2 separate regions of the Mus musculus genome follow, and region 1 is linked to region 2. The links are chromatin contacts, called in public Hi-C maps. All regions are on one chromosome and are shown on one strand. The core of a region is the stretch at or near the end of the contact, and the rest is flanking DNA. Distances in the headings are between cores, read along the strand shown.

Region 1 (5,841 bases), core at 1,019-3,518, 220 kb before region 2:
TCCACTTTGCGAATTCTTGTCAGTATCTCACATCCTCCTTTAAGACACTTCCTTTTATTCCTCTTTCCACCAGAGGGCGAAAGGAACACTGTGAGGAATACCAAGTTCTTCAGCTGCTTGTCTGTCACCCCATCCCTTTCCAGGGAGGCTGATGAGGTCCATTCTGTTCAGACTTCTACCCCTACAGCAGAACCAGCTTCTGAGTCCACAGGCCCTCCTCTGCCTCCCAGCAGCTGCCAGACTCTGTAGTCTCAGAAGTCATACACTTCATACGCTACCCACTGCTATTCAACTTTCCTCCCTGTCTATGAAACTCAGCCCACCCCAAGAGACTCCACAGCATGTCCTCTGTCCCTTCCCAGCCCTCTGCCTAGTGGTCCAGCTTATTCTCATGGGAGATTGCAAGCCACCAAGAACTGGATCCACGAACCTCTATGTTGGTGCTGAGAGAATCCTAGTCAGTACTTGGGCAGCAGGGACAGGTCCACCCTTGCCCTCACCTTTAGGGAAATCAGCTGGTTATGAGTGGATTCAGACTTCAGAGATGGCAGCAGGAGTGGTCCGGGCTGTCCCAGGATACAGCTATCGACTCTTAGGCCCCAGAATTTCAGGTCATATGAAGGATACTGTTACCAATATACCAACTGGAGGGCAATGCCCGCCATCTCCACATACATCATTCTTGACCCTTCCTTTAGCTTAGTCCAGGTGATTGGGGTTCAAAATGCACAAGGAATTTATTCAGCCACCTGAGCTGTTAGGCTAACAGGCAAACGTGACTCCTTAGGTGACAGACATGCTTTTCGAATGCTGTCGTGTCTTCTCTTGTCTGTAAAACCGAGGACAGTGCCAGATACTGTGGCACAAGCCTGGAATCCCAGCACTTGGAAGCAGAGGCAAGAAGACTGCAAATTTGAAGCTAGCCTTAGCTACAAGACTGCGGCTCAAGTCGAATAAAGCTTCCTATATGGAGGACAGCTCTTAGACATTCACAGAGCTGTTAGGAAATTGATGACAGTCCACATGGCTTGTGTAGGTACAACTGGAGGGTCCTCCTGGTAGCACTGAGGTGCTATTAATAGACTGGAGGTGTCTGAAAAGTCCTTAGGTACCAGGGACTTCTTAGCTCCATAAGTGCTAACGGATGCCACAAGCACACCCAGGCCAACACAGAGGATAGTTCTGCTGTCTTCTGGGTCTGTTCATGCTCCATTGAAAAGCAGGGGCACTCTGTTCTTAGGAATCCCCACCCAAAACAGCTGGCTGAATCCAGTCAGGGACACTCCTCCCTAGACAGACAATCACCAGGCAAATTTCCACATCAGTATTTCCTGGGGAAATGTGGCTACCAAAAGAACTCACACATGCATTTCAGAGAGCTTTTTGCCAGGAGACTCAAGATTTCCCTGTCAAAGGATACTTCCATTAATTTTGTTTTTAATGTAGCTCTCAGAGATGGAACTTGGAAAAGCAGAGAACCAAGCCCGAGCCTCTCCTGCTGACACAGGTTCTCAGAGCACACCATGAGCTTCCAGAGACACCTCTGCTAAGACCCCAGGAAGCTCATCCCAGCCTTTCCCCTAGAAATACTACCAAGTCCATTTTGAGGAGTGCCTTGGTCCATTTAGAGCAAGTTTGTTTCTTGGACCAGAGAGAAGCATCATGTGTTTCCGAAGGCTGCACAGACATTTGATGCTGCTGCCACTGGACACTTGTCAGGCCTGCCCACTGTACAACCATCTCTCCACCTCACCGTGGGCCAGAGTTGCATGTAACATTTTCATTCAAAATTTGCTACTCTCTTCTTAAATAGATCCCAGTAAAAAATAAATTTGGTCCCTTATTTAGGCTGGGTTTTACCAAAACCTAAGAATACACACATTACTGATGGTGAGGACTAGTTTAGCATTTATGACAATCCTGGGGTCAGCAGCCTGTCAGTAAAGACTGAAAAATACTACCCCACCCCACCATACACCACACACACACATACACACAGGACTTTAGAAACTTGGGCTTTCACTCAGACTGTGACCATGAGCTCAGTGATTAGAGGCCAAAGAGGCCTCGCAATTGTCACCCAGACAATAAACAGCCAGCTGACTTGGCTCAGCAGTCCTATGAAGCCTTGGGACCAAGCCAGATCCCCAAGAACAAGGCACTTTAGGGTACTGATCCTAGAGGATGGGAGGCTACCTAGGGTCCAGCTGTATCCACGGGTCTAGCCTGCTGCTCTGCTCCAGCTCATTGCTAACTGGTGCTTCTCAGCAGTCCGGCAAGTGGGCGCCTGGAGGCAGCCAGGCGACCTGTCCCTGGTCAGCATGACTGACCGCTAGTCTACCAGAGAGGCGGAATTGTGGGGCCACCTTTCCAAACCCCCATCACCCTCTCGCCTTGCCAAGACCACCTGGCTCGGCAGTCCCTTGGTGGCCCCTGTCTTCCGCGGCAGAGCGCCCGCTTGCTCCAGAACTCGCACAGGCAACAAGTTCTCGCTTCCCCACAGAGGCCACGACGTGCTCAGGAGGCCGGGTAGGAGGAGAACGCTGTCCACGCCCCAGCCCCTCCCCCGCACCCTTCGTCCCCCAAAGCCGGGTTGTCTGGAGGGTAGCTGGTCCCCGACCCCGGCCCTGGCCTCTCACCTCTAGTAGTTGCACGTAGCTGGCGGGGAACCAGCCACGGAGCCCGTCGTCCTTTTCGCCTTCCCACCAGCCGCCGTCCGGGACCTGGAGCAGCGTGAGCAGCTCGCCCGCAGAGAAGCGCAGCCCCTGGCTGTGCCGCTCCCCGGAGAAGGGGTACAGGGTCCGGCAGCGGGCGCCGGCCATGGCCCTGGCGCCCGGTCTCACAGCACAGCCCGCATCCCTGCCGAGCCCCGCGGGCTGGCCAGCGGCTGCGCGGGGTCCCAGGCGCCCGGTGCTCCGGGCTCCCGCGCTTTGGGCGCGCGCCGTGGCGGGGTTGCGCAGGGGTCTCCGGGCCGCCGAGCCACGCGCGCTGCTTGCAGGGAAGCGGACGCTCGCCAGCAGAGCTGGCTTCGTGGGCTCCACCGGCTCCGGAGAGCGAGCGGCGACGCCCCCGGGCCGGGCGGCTGTGCGGTCCCCCGCGCTGGGCGGGGGGCGGGGCTCAGGAGGAGGAGACCCGGGGGCGGCGGGCTCACGAGACAACTTCCCCGGGGTGTCGCGGCTGGGGACGCCGGAGTGAGCAGAGAGGTGCAACTGCCCCGGGAGGTGGTGCGCGTAGCATCCCCCTCTGTGGGGCTCGTCCGGTGCAAGCGGAGCCCGGGAAGACACGGAGAGAGCGCGGTTGGCGGCCCGTGGCCGGGCGGGGACTCTCTCGAGGCGACCAGGGCGGGCCAGGGGCCGGGCCAGACCGGCCACGCCCGCGGAGGGCCGGGCGCTCCCCGGCAGAGGGACTCCCGGGCGACCCCGCCACCCAGAGCTGCTGGAATGGGAACGCCCCTCGGTTCCTTCAGTTTAGCTCTGGTGGTGGGTGACAGGCGGCGCTGCCTCCCAGGTGTCTGCAAGGGATTGTGTTTGTGACCATCATTGTAGTGCATGAAGCCTGGCTGAACTTGACTCACAGGAAACTGAACAATGGATAAAGACAGGTTTGAAGCCTGGCGCCGAAGCCGGGAAGCCCAGTGACAGTGTGTCATATCAGAGGAGGACATGGTGGGGAGATGAGGATGTAAGTCATCTGGGTTGATGGGTTTTGGAATCAGGCCGATGGGGCTAAATAGTGGAAAGGTTAAATAAAGGCGAGAGAAAGAGCCCGTTTGGCTTCTCAGGAAATGGTTGGGGAACTGGGGATGTCATGGTCTAGCCCTCCTGAATTCAAAATGGGTCTGCTGAGGTGTATCCACCAATTTAGTCAGCCACCAGACATTAGCAGACATTAGCAGGGGCTTGCAAGTTCCCTGCCCTTGAGACATTCGTGGACTTCAGGTGCTGAAGAAGCATATGTCAAGAGTACATAAGGGAAAGGGCCCCTTTCTTTGCTAGCTTAAAAATTAAAGTACATTTCCTAACCTCTAAAAAGCTGGACCCTTCACTATCACTGCTATAATCAGTTGAGCATCACTAATCGAAGACCTACAGTCCAAAATCAAACCATCGTCCGTGCTAACAGGATGTTCCTCTGGAGAAGTCCACCGTCAAACAAAACTGCATCGGAGGGATGACAGCGCACACTTGTAGTCCCAGCCCTGAAAGATAAGGGTTAAATGATGAGGAGAATCCCAGACTAGAGTGGCCTGAGAGAAAGAGGGAGGGAGGAGAGGAGGGGGAGGAGGAAGGAGAAGAGAAATATCATGGAAGGTATTGTATAAAGTTACATTTGAGCTGTGAGTATTAATATCAGATTCATTAGATTTGGGTCACAGTCCCAAGACACTGTATTATGTATATGCAAACATTACAAAATCCTCAACATTTTCGGTCCCATTTCTGTTTCTTTACTTCCCATTTCCCCATTCTTAAACAAGGGAATGTTACTATGTAGCTCTGGCTTACCTGAAACTATGTAAACCAGGCTTACCTCTTAACTCACAGAGATCTGCCTACTTCTGTTTCCTGCCAAGTTTTTCCGATAAGGGGTACACAGCTTATAGTACTGACCAACTCCTTATGCCCCTTGCTCAGTAAGCTTGTATGGCTTCCTATGGCTATTCAGCTGGGCACAAACCTCTCAGCGTTTTAGGCTGAGACAAAGTCAGTTCAGTATTAGGTACAAAAAGCCTTAAATTCTTGCATATTTGTCTGAGCTTTGAATCAAGTTCCTTTAGCACTGTGGTCTTGGCAGGACATTAGAACAATCCCTGTAGCTTTTCAAAGCCATTCAGCTGGGCCCACCTCAGCTTTGAGAGCATTGCCTGGGCCCCAGTCTACACAGAAGCCATCTCACCTAAGGAGAATCCTGGGCAACCTGACAAGTGCACTTACAGCTAGTGCTTGTCCAGGAATTGTGGACAAGCTTCCTTCAGCCCAGCTGCTGTTAAGAGATAATAGAAAACAGCTGTTAAACTGGAGGATGACGTCTTCTAATCCCAGCATTCAGGAGGCTGAGGCAGGAAAACCACCAGAAAGTTCAAGGTCTGCCTGAGTGATATAGTGAGGTCCAGGCCAGTGTGTGTTGTAGGGTTTGGGTCTGTCTCAAAAAGAAAAAAAAAAACAGGAGACAAAATTACAACAACAAAAGCTTCCTAAAAATACCAATGGACCAACCACATCTTAAGAGAATTCAAACACGTACTTCTCAGGTACACGGCTTCCTGCAAATTGTCCAGACTTGGTGATGTGGCCTGGTTCAATAAAAAACTACTGATTTAGGGCTATTCTGCAAGGAAGAATTCTTTATAACAGAAGATTCTACCTCCAGAGCACCCAGAATTCTTGGCACCAAATAAGCTGTCTCAGGTATAGGTGATGTGGCAATGTGCACATCAAGAGGGAAGCAAATGAATTCAGAGGATGTGACTTGCTTGTGGTCATATGGCCAGTGAACCACAAAACAAGACGTTAACTTGGGTTTGGCACACTGTACCTGGAGTGCTGTTTGTTCTAGCCCATTCTGCTTGTCAGGCAATACATCCACTGTGGAGGGATGGGGGTATGGCTCAGTGGTACAGTTACCTAGCACAGGCAAGGCACAGGGTTCCATCCCCAGGATCATGAGAAAGCAAGGTAGACCCTAGGGTTCACACCTGGAGCCACTTTCTAGAGAGAGATGCAGCAAAGCTCACCTACAGTCACAGCACTTGGGAGTCTGGGGCCAGGCTGGGCTACACAGATAAAGAGGACAGGAAGAGAGGGGAGGGGGTAGGGGGATGGAAGAGGAGAGGAAGGGAGG
Region 2 (5,977 bases), core at 2,535-5,034:
CGTAGATCATCCAGGCTGCATAACGCTCTTTGAGGTTGTACAGCACAGCGGGCTCGTGCAGGTGGGTCATCATGGCCATGTCCTCAATCTTGTCGTACTTGGGAGGGTTCATGGAGAAGACTTGATCATCCTTGACGGTGACCGTCTGTTAAGAATGGAAGGATACAGTTGGTGCCAACTAGTTAGCAGAAGAGTATTCATGCTTCCCAACCTCTCCCACGTCTTGCTTTTACTCACAGCTCCGCCTTCGGTCTTGGCTGTCACCTTCCCCCCTTCCCTGCTCTGCACTGTTGCTTTCACATAGGACTCCTTAGCATCCACCACAAACACCGATGACTTGGCATCAAAAGGCTTGTTCTGGGCCTCGATTCGCTCCTTTTCAGACTTCCGGAGGTAAGGAGCAGCCTCCCCGAAAACGGCCATCTCAGCGTCGGAACTCATGGCTGCGGGCTATTGGTGGCAGCTCAGGGCCAGGTGCACCTAGAAGAAGAAATGGGAATGAATGATAACCCTGACCTGTGGGTCTCCACATTAACATGGCTAGTTTGCCACTCTCTTATGCTATTTCGGGTTTGTCTTGTGGAGTGTGCCAGGGAGCTAAGAGAAGACAAGAGTACCTAATGGTTCTGGGTTAATAGTTTAATTTTTTGAGATATTTTAAGCTCTGGTTCTTCTTTCTGTATTATAAACCACATTTGAGAGCTGGGAGGGGGATGCTAGCCATCCAACGACACTTGTCAGGCTACAGGTTGTTGTTTCTGTGTATTCTTTCCTTTCCCTGCCCATCTGTTCCATGTGTTTGTTTGTTTGTCATTGTGATGATAGAAAGACATAGAAAATAACGTTTCTGTTTCTGTTTCATCTTAATAAACTTATTTTTTAAAACTTAAATATTGCTTGGTGTGATGGTACACACTTTCAATTCCAGCACTTGGGAGACAGAGGCAGGCAGATCTCTATGAGTTTGAGACGAGCCCAGCCTTCATAGTTCCAGGAAAGCCAGAGCTACATAATAAAGAAATACTGTCTAAAAAAAAAAAAAATAGCCATTTCCCTTGCCACAACTGTTAAAATTGAATGCCAAAATCCTTAAGTTTTTATGTAAGAAAAAAAATCTAAATTCAGGTTGAATATTTTATGCACAAAAACTTGTAGTTAACTAACAAAAATTAAGTAAATAAAGGAAAAAAATAAGCACAATGGATAGTAATAAAATATTAGTATAAGGAAAACTGTAAATTAATGAAAAATGATTTTGTTCCAGGTCAAAACCAAGTCCCTCCTGTCAGTTTCTAAACTATGCATAAGTTGTCACTCTTACTTGAGCACAAATAACGCTGAAGAATTACTTAAGGAAAAAAAGCATCTACATTTTAATGAGACTGCCCAGTGGTCCCCTATCAAAGTCTGTCTTTGCCAGTTTATACTGGCTTCAGCCTCCCCCAACCCCTTGTTTCAGCCTCCCCCAACCCCTTGTTTCTGCCCGGTCCTTACTGCGTCAGGCTTATGGCCTCCCTCTCTCTTACCCTCTCTCTTTGAAAACATCACCTTTCTAATTTCTCTCCTGAAACTGATAGCCACTATGAGGTTTCAAACTGAAACCAATTCACAACTTTTTTTTTCCAACTGACAAATCCTGGTCAGATAAAATAACTCCCTCTCTGGCCGGAGTAAGAGCTGGTGACCTCTGGAGTGGAAGAGGAGCAGTCCGGAAGAGCATGCAGGTGCTAGTGACTGATGGTGATGACAAAGGCTCTAATCTTTCATAGACTTTCCATAAAACATCTCAGTCTACTGTTAGAATCAGTGCATCTCTTCTCAAAATAGATACAAAAATTTCCCCATGCTGTAGCTTAGAATCAACAAATGTCTTATGGGGAGATGTGGAAATTGAGAACTGTTTTCAAGGGACAGATATTGAAACATTGGTGTTAGCATTTTCCCTTCAAACACTATTCCATGACCTTGTTTGTGGGGTTTTAAGTGAAGCACTTTTGAATCGATTACTCTGCCTTAGTGATTGCTGTTATGCAGTAGATCCTGGGGCACAGGAAGGACACTAACTCTCTGCTCTTGCCTCAGCAGTCCTTTGTCACCTTTAGGCCACTCGCCTTCAAGGGACTTTGTTGTGTGGTGTTGGGCTCTATTCACACAGTGGTATCACCTCCAGTGTCAACAAGCAACATTTATTCCCTTGGAAGCAATAGATTTGCTACTTTTTCTACATTGATATTACCTAATATATTGACTATGAACTTGCTTAAATACATAGCAAGTTTTCTTCATTTATATGTTCTTCATGTACATCTCCTCATGCAGAAGACAGGAGACCCACTGAGCGTTTTGATTGATGGAAGAGTCGTTGGCAACCACTGACTTAGATCTTAGACAACAAGAGCCAGAGGGACATTAGCAGCCGACTTGAATCTGCCCTTCTGATTTTACTGATGAGGAAACTAAGGTTCAGCAAGGTAAAGGGTCATTCAGGGTCACCGAGGTGGTAAAAGGCAGTGACGAGCTATGAGCCCGGCTGTCTAAGTCCACGTCTAGTGTTAATGCTCTTGCAACACACATGTTTGAAGACACGTAAAAGCTAGCTGGCGTGACCCAAGGAGTTGAATTGGTGAAAAGCCTAGGTTGGCACCCAGGAATTTTGACTTCTGGTGCAACGTTGTTTTTTTTTCTACATATATTAAATATACATGAGGGTTGCCTTCTCCCAACAAAATGCAAAAGAGGAATTGCATAAAGTTTTGTTTGATTAAATTAATTGCATAAAGATTTGTTTGGCTTTAAAGGGCAAAGTTTAAAAAAAAGATAAAAAAATAAAATAAAATAAAAGGCAAAGTTTCATGAGAAGCTACTTATGAAGACCAGTTGCTCCTATGCCCAATAATAAGGTAGAAAATAAAACAGTTACTCATTAAAACTTAACAATAGCGAGAGCCCTTTGTTCTCTGGAAGGTAATAATAAATTTCTCTTACCTCTTGTGTTACCAGATGAAGAAGGAGGCAGGCTTGAGTCAGACAAGTACTGTTGAAAGAAAAAAGAGATGCTGGGTATTTCCCCCCATTATATGACAAAGTCCTAGAGCTATATTGTGTGCAATGCCTCTCTCAGGGATGCCGACATTACTTAGAGTTTGGGAAGGAACAGTCATCTCCCTCACATGAGCACCCGCTCCCATCAGGAGTGCACAGCTAGCCAAGTGCTCTGCTACACATACCTACCTTTAAGGGTTTGAGGAAGGACAGGACAGAGGCACCCCAGCTTCACTTTTATAGAGGCTGTTCTGCAAACACAGCAGCCACCTCAGCTGTCCTAGCTGCGGACCTACTTGGCAAAACCATTTTTGGCAATCTCTTTACACAATATTCACTGACTGTGGCTGTGAATGGATATAATTAGAAATATTTCTTGTCATCTATAAATAATTTGACAGGGGATGATCTAGGGTTCTTTATAAGCATCTGATAGGGAATGGAGATCCAGGGTTTTTGGAGGCTGTTTCTCCCGGCTTGGGTGTTGTATCATTCATCACAGAATTCAAAGCCAGGTCCCTACTCACTCTCGTGCCTATAAAGCTGTTTCCACAGGAACGAGCCCGGTGTGGGGCGAGTGGGACTAATTAATCTGCTAGTGCTTAGAGCCATTACGGAGTCTGGAGTGAACTTTAGATCTGACACTGTGACTGGAAGCACCGAGTGACAGATATTAAGATAAAAATTCTTAGGCAAGGGCTGGAGTTTTAGAAAGACTGGTGATAGATTCTTCTAAAGTCTGAAGGTCTAACCATGAGGAAGAAAGTGAATTCTCAGATTAGGCAGTGGAAGGGGTTGGTAGTAAGAGGAGAGGGAGTCAGGACAGAGATGAACTTGTCTGGCCCGTTTCTGGAGGGTTTGTCATAGACGTCTCCCTCGTGCACTGCAGGGGCAACAGACTGCTGTGTGATACCCATGAGTGTTTCTGCTGCATCACGGAAGGAGATACAGACAAGATTTCCTAGGGTACAGGCAAAGGCTCAAGGCTAGCGGTGACGCCAATGAGGTGGGTGCTACACACTTTTACTTAAGGTGGGAGGAAAGGCATGCTGTCCACAAAACTCTCCCCATGGACAGAGAAGGTGGGTGGATCGGCCTCCACGGTGCCCTTGAAAGGCCGAGTTGGATTTGACTAACTTGATACAGGCACAGCTGTTGCTGAATATGACAGGAAATCTACTCTAACTGTCCCTGTGATCTGGCCTGATATTTTCAACCACTGTTCTCCTGACTTAAATTGCTAAATTCAGTAGATGGTTGCTTTATAATTCTATCAGGTGAACTTGTCTTTCACAGGCTGGCAGGTAAAATCTTTTATACTTTTAAATTGTCATTGCATGTAATGCTACACAATAGGTTACCCTCCATGGCAGCCACCCACACTGAGTGAGTGATTTACCCCAAGTGTTAGGCTCAAAGCCGGAAAGAAAAGTGTTCTGACCCTCTAAGATTTTCACAACTCATTTTGTCACCCCTTTTACAAGCTATCACTATTATAGGCGTAATAATTATTTATTTAAAGCATCTAGATCTGAGAGATGAAAGAAGAAAGTTTGAATGAGGCAGAGAGCTCACTTGTGCATTAGTAGCTAAAAGAGACTGACTACGGACCTCATCATCAGACCGTTAATCAGTTACAATCTTGAGAACCCCAGAGACACTACAATGACACAATAGTGCCAACCAGCAGGGACCACAATAATAAACATCAGAAAATACCATGGATCATGGGCAGGAAGAGAAGAGAAGTGACCTTGATAGAGGGCGAACACCATTCCTCTGGGCTTGCTTGTCCAAGGGATGTCTAAATAGAGGACACAGGAAAGGAATCTGAGCTCTCTTGTACTCTCCTGGTACTTTATGACTACATACATGTGGGAAGGCCCGCCTTATTCCAAAGCAGGGTGTATTTTGGATGCGCTATTCAGCAGTCCAATAAACACTTCTTGCTGGCATTCCCCCTATGATCCTCACAGATGAGGAAATACAGGATTCTGAGAGTTTGTATATATTTTCTTATCTATTGCAAACACATCTGGGAAAAATTTAACACCGTTTAAACCTTACATGGTCATAAAAGTTAATTGTGTGTTGTAAGTCATTGTGTTAAGTTATATCACCATGTGTGAGTTGGGATATAGTCTCAATGCTGCACATGTCTTTATAAAATGCACAGAACAATGTCACTAGGGGGCGCTGAGGTACACATTCCTCTCTTAGGGATGCAAGGTTACAGTTGCACACAGACTCCTGAATCTCCCAGAAAGTTAAAGTATTTGTAAAAGATTGTAGGTGCTTAGGGAATGTCCAGTAGACAGGTTTTTCAGGTTTTGATATACATTTTGTAACACAGTTGAAACCTTGACTGAGATATTCATAGCCTGGTTTTTGTGGTGTCCAGCCATGACAGCACATCAATAAAACATCTTAAAACTCAGCAAGTCCAATTGGTATTTGTTTTCTATTAAATTACCCTGAGACTCCCACAACATCACTACTGGGAAAAGTTACGGATTCATTTCTATGCCAGCCATTAATTGTGGTCTACAAACTTTCTCCAGTGGTGTCCTGCCTTCACTTTCAGTCTTCTTCCCCTTTCCTTGGTCCGCCATATCAGGTGTATTCTCCTTCCACATTTTCTATTCTGAGTTGTAAGCTCATAGGTGGACATATATCTTCTTCCTACACACTTTGTTTTGATGAACGCTTCCCCAACTTTCTTTTTCCCCCGTCCCCCTAACTCAGCTTCATGTATTGCTACAACATCCTCTTGCACATACTTACCCACCAGAAGTTGACATTTCCAAAACCAGGAAGCTATAAATAAGCTAAAACCAAGATACAACACACAGAACTATGGAAAATATATGAACCTAAAAGTCAGAACTATGTCAAGACTTGTGTTCTTATGTTGCTGAATATAAATGGGAAAATT

Evidence for each region. Hi-C and Micro-C count contacts between places; a contact is called where the count stands out from the background.
Region 1: a contact with region 2 is called in a Hi-C map of cerebral cortex, with 3 times the contacts expected there. The contact joins the enhancer-like site here to the promoter of Myhas in region 2. A contact is called at or near these places in 4 of 39 promoter capture datasets (the 3T3-L1 cell line, 3T3-L1-derived adipocytes, hippocampal neurons and 1 more) and 1 of 484 Hi-C or Micro-C datasets (cerebral cortex).

The regions. Positions count from the first base shown.
Region 1 is chr11:67,452,573-67,458,413 of GRCm38.p6, reverse strand. It overlaps a transcript of Gas7 not described here. Among named protein-coding and RNA genes, the nearest start is that of Gm40029, 110 kb to the right of the region's middle. Within about 2 kb of position 2,268, at least 22 of the 459 cell types and tissues checked have an H3K27ac peak or open chromatin away from gene starts, as enhancers often do. A contact at or near this core is called in cerebral cortex, where this site is marked.
Region 2 is chr11:67,235,088-67,241,064 of GRCm38.p6, reverse strand. Myhas (myosin heavy chain gene antisense RNA) reads left to right here and starts at 3,784. Exons shown (of 2, transcript NR_146138.1): 1 at 3,784-4,048. Myh4 (myosin, heavy polypeptide 4, skeletal muscle) reads right to left here and starts at 3,253. Exons shown (of 40, transcript NM_010855.3): 1 at 3,232-3,253; 2 at 2,986-3,034; 3 at 238-480; 4 at 2-145. The coding sequence starts at 441.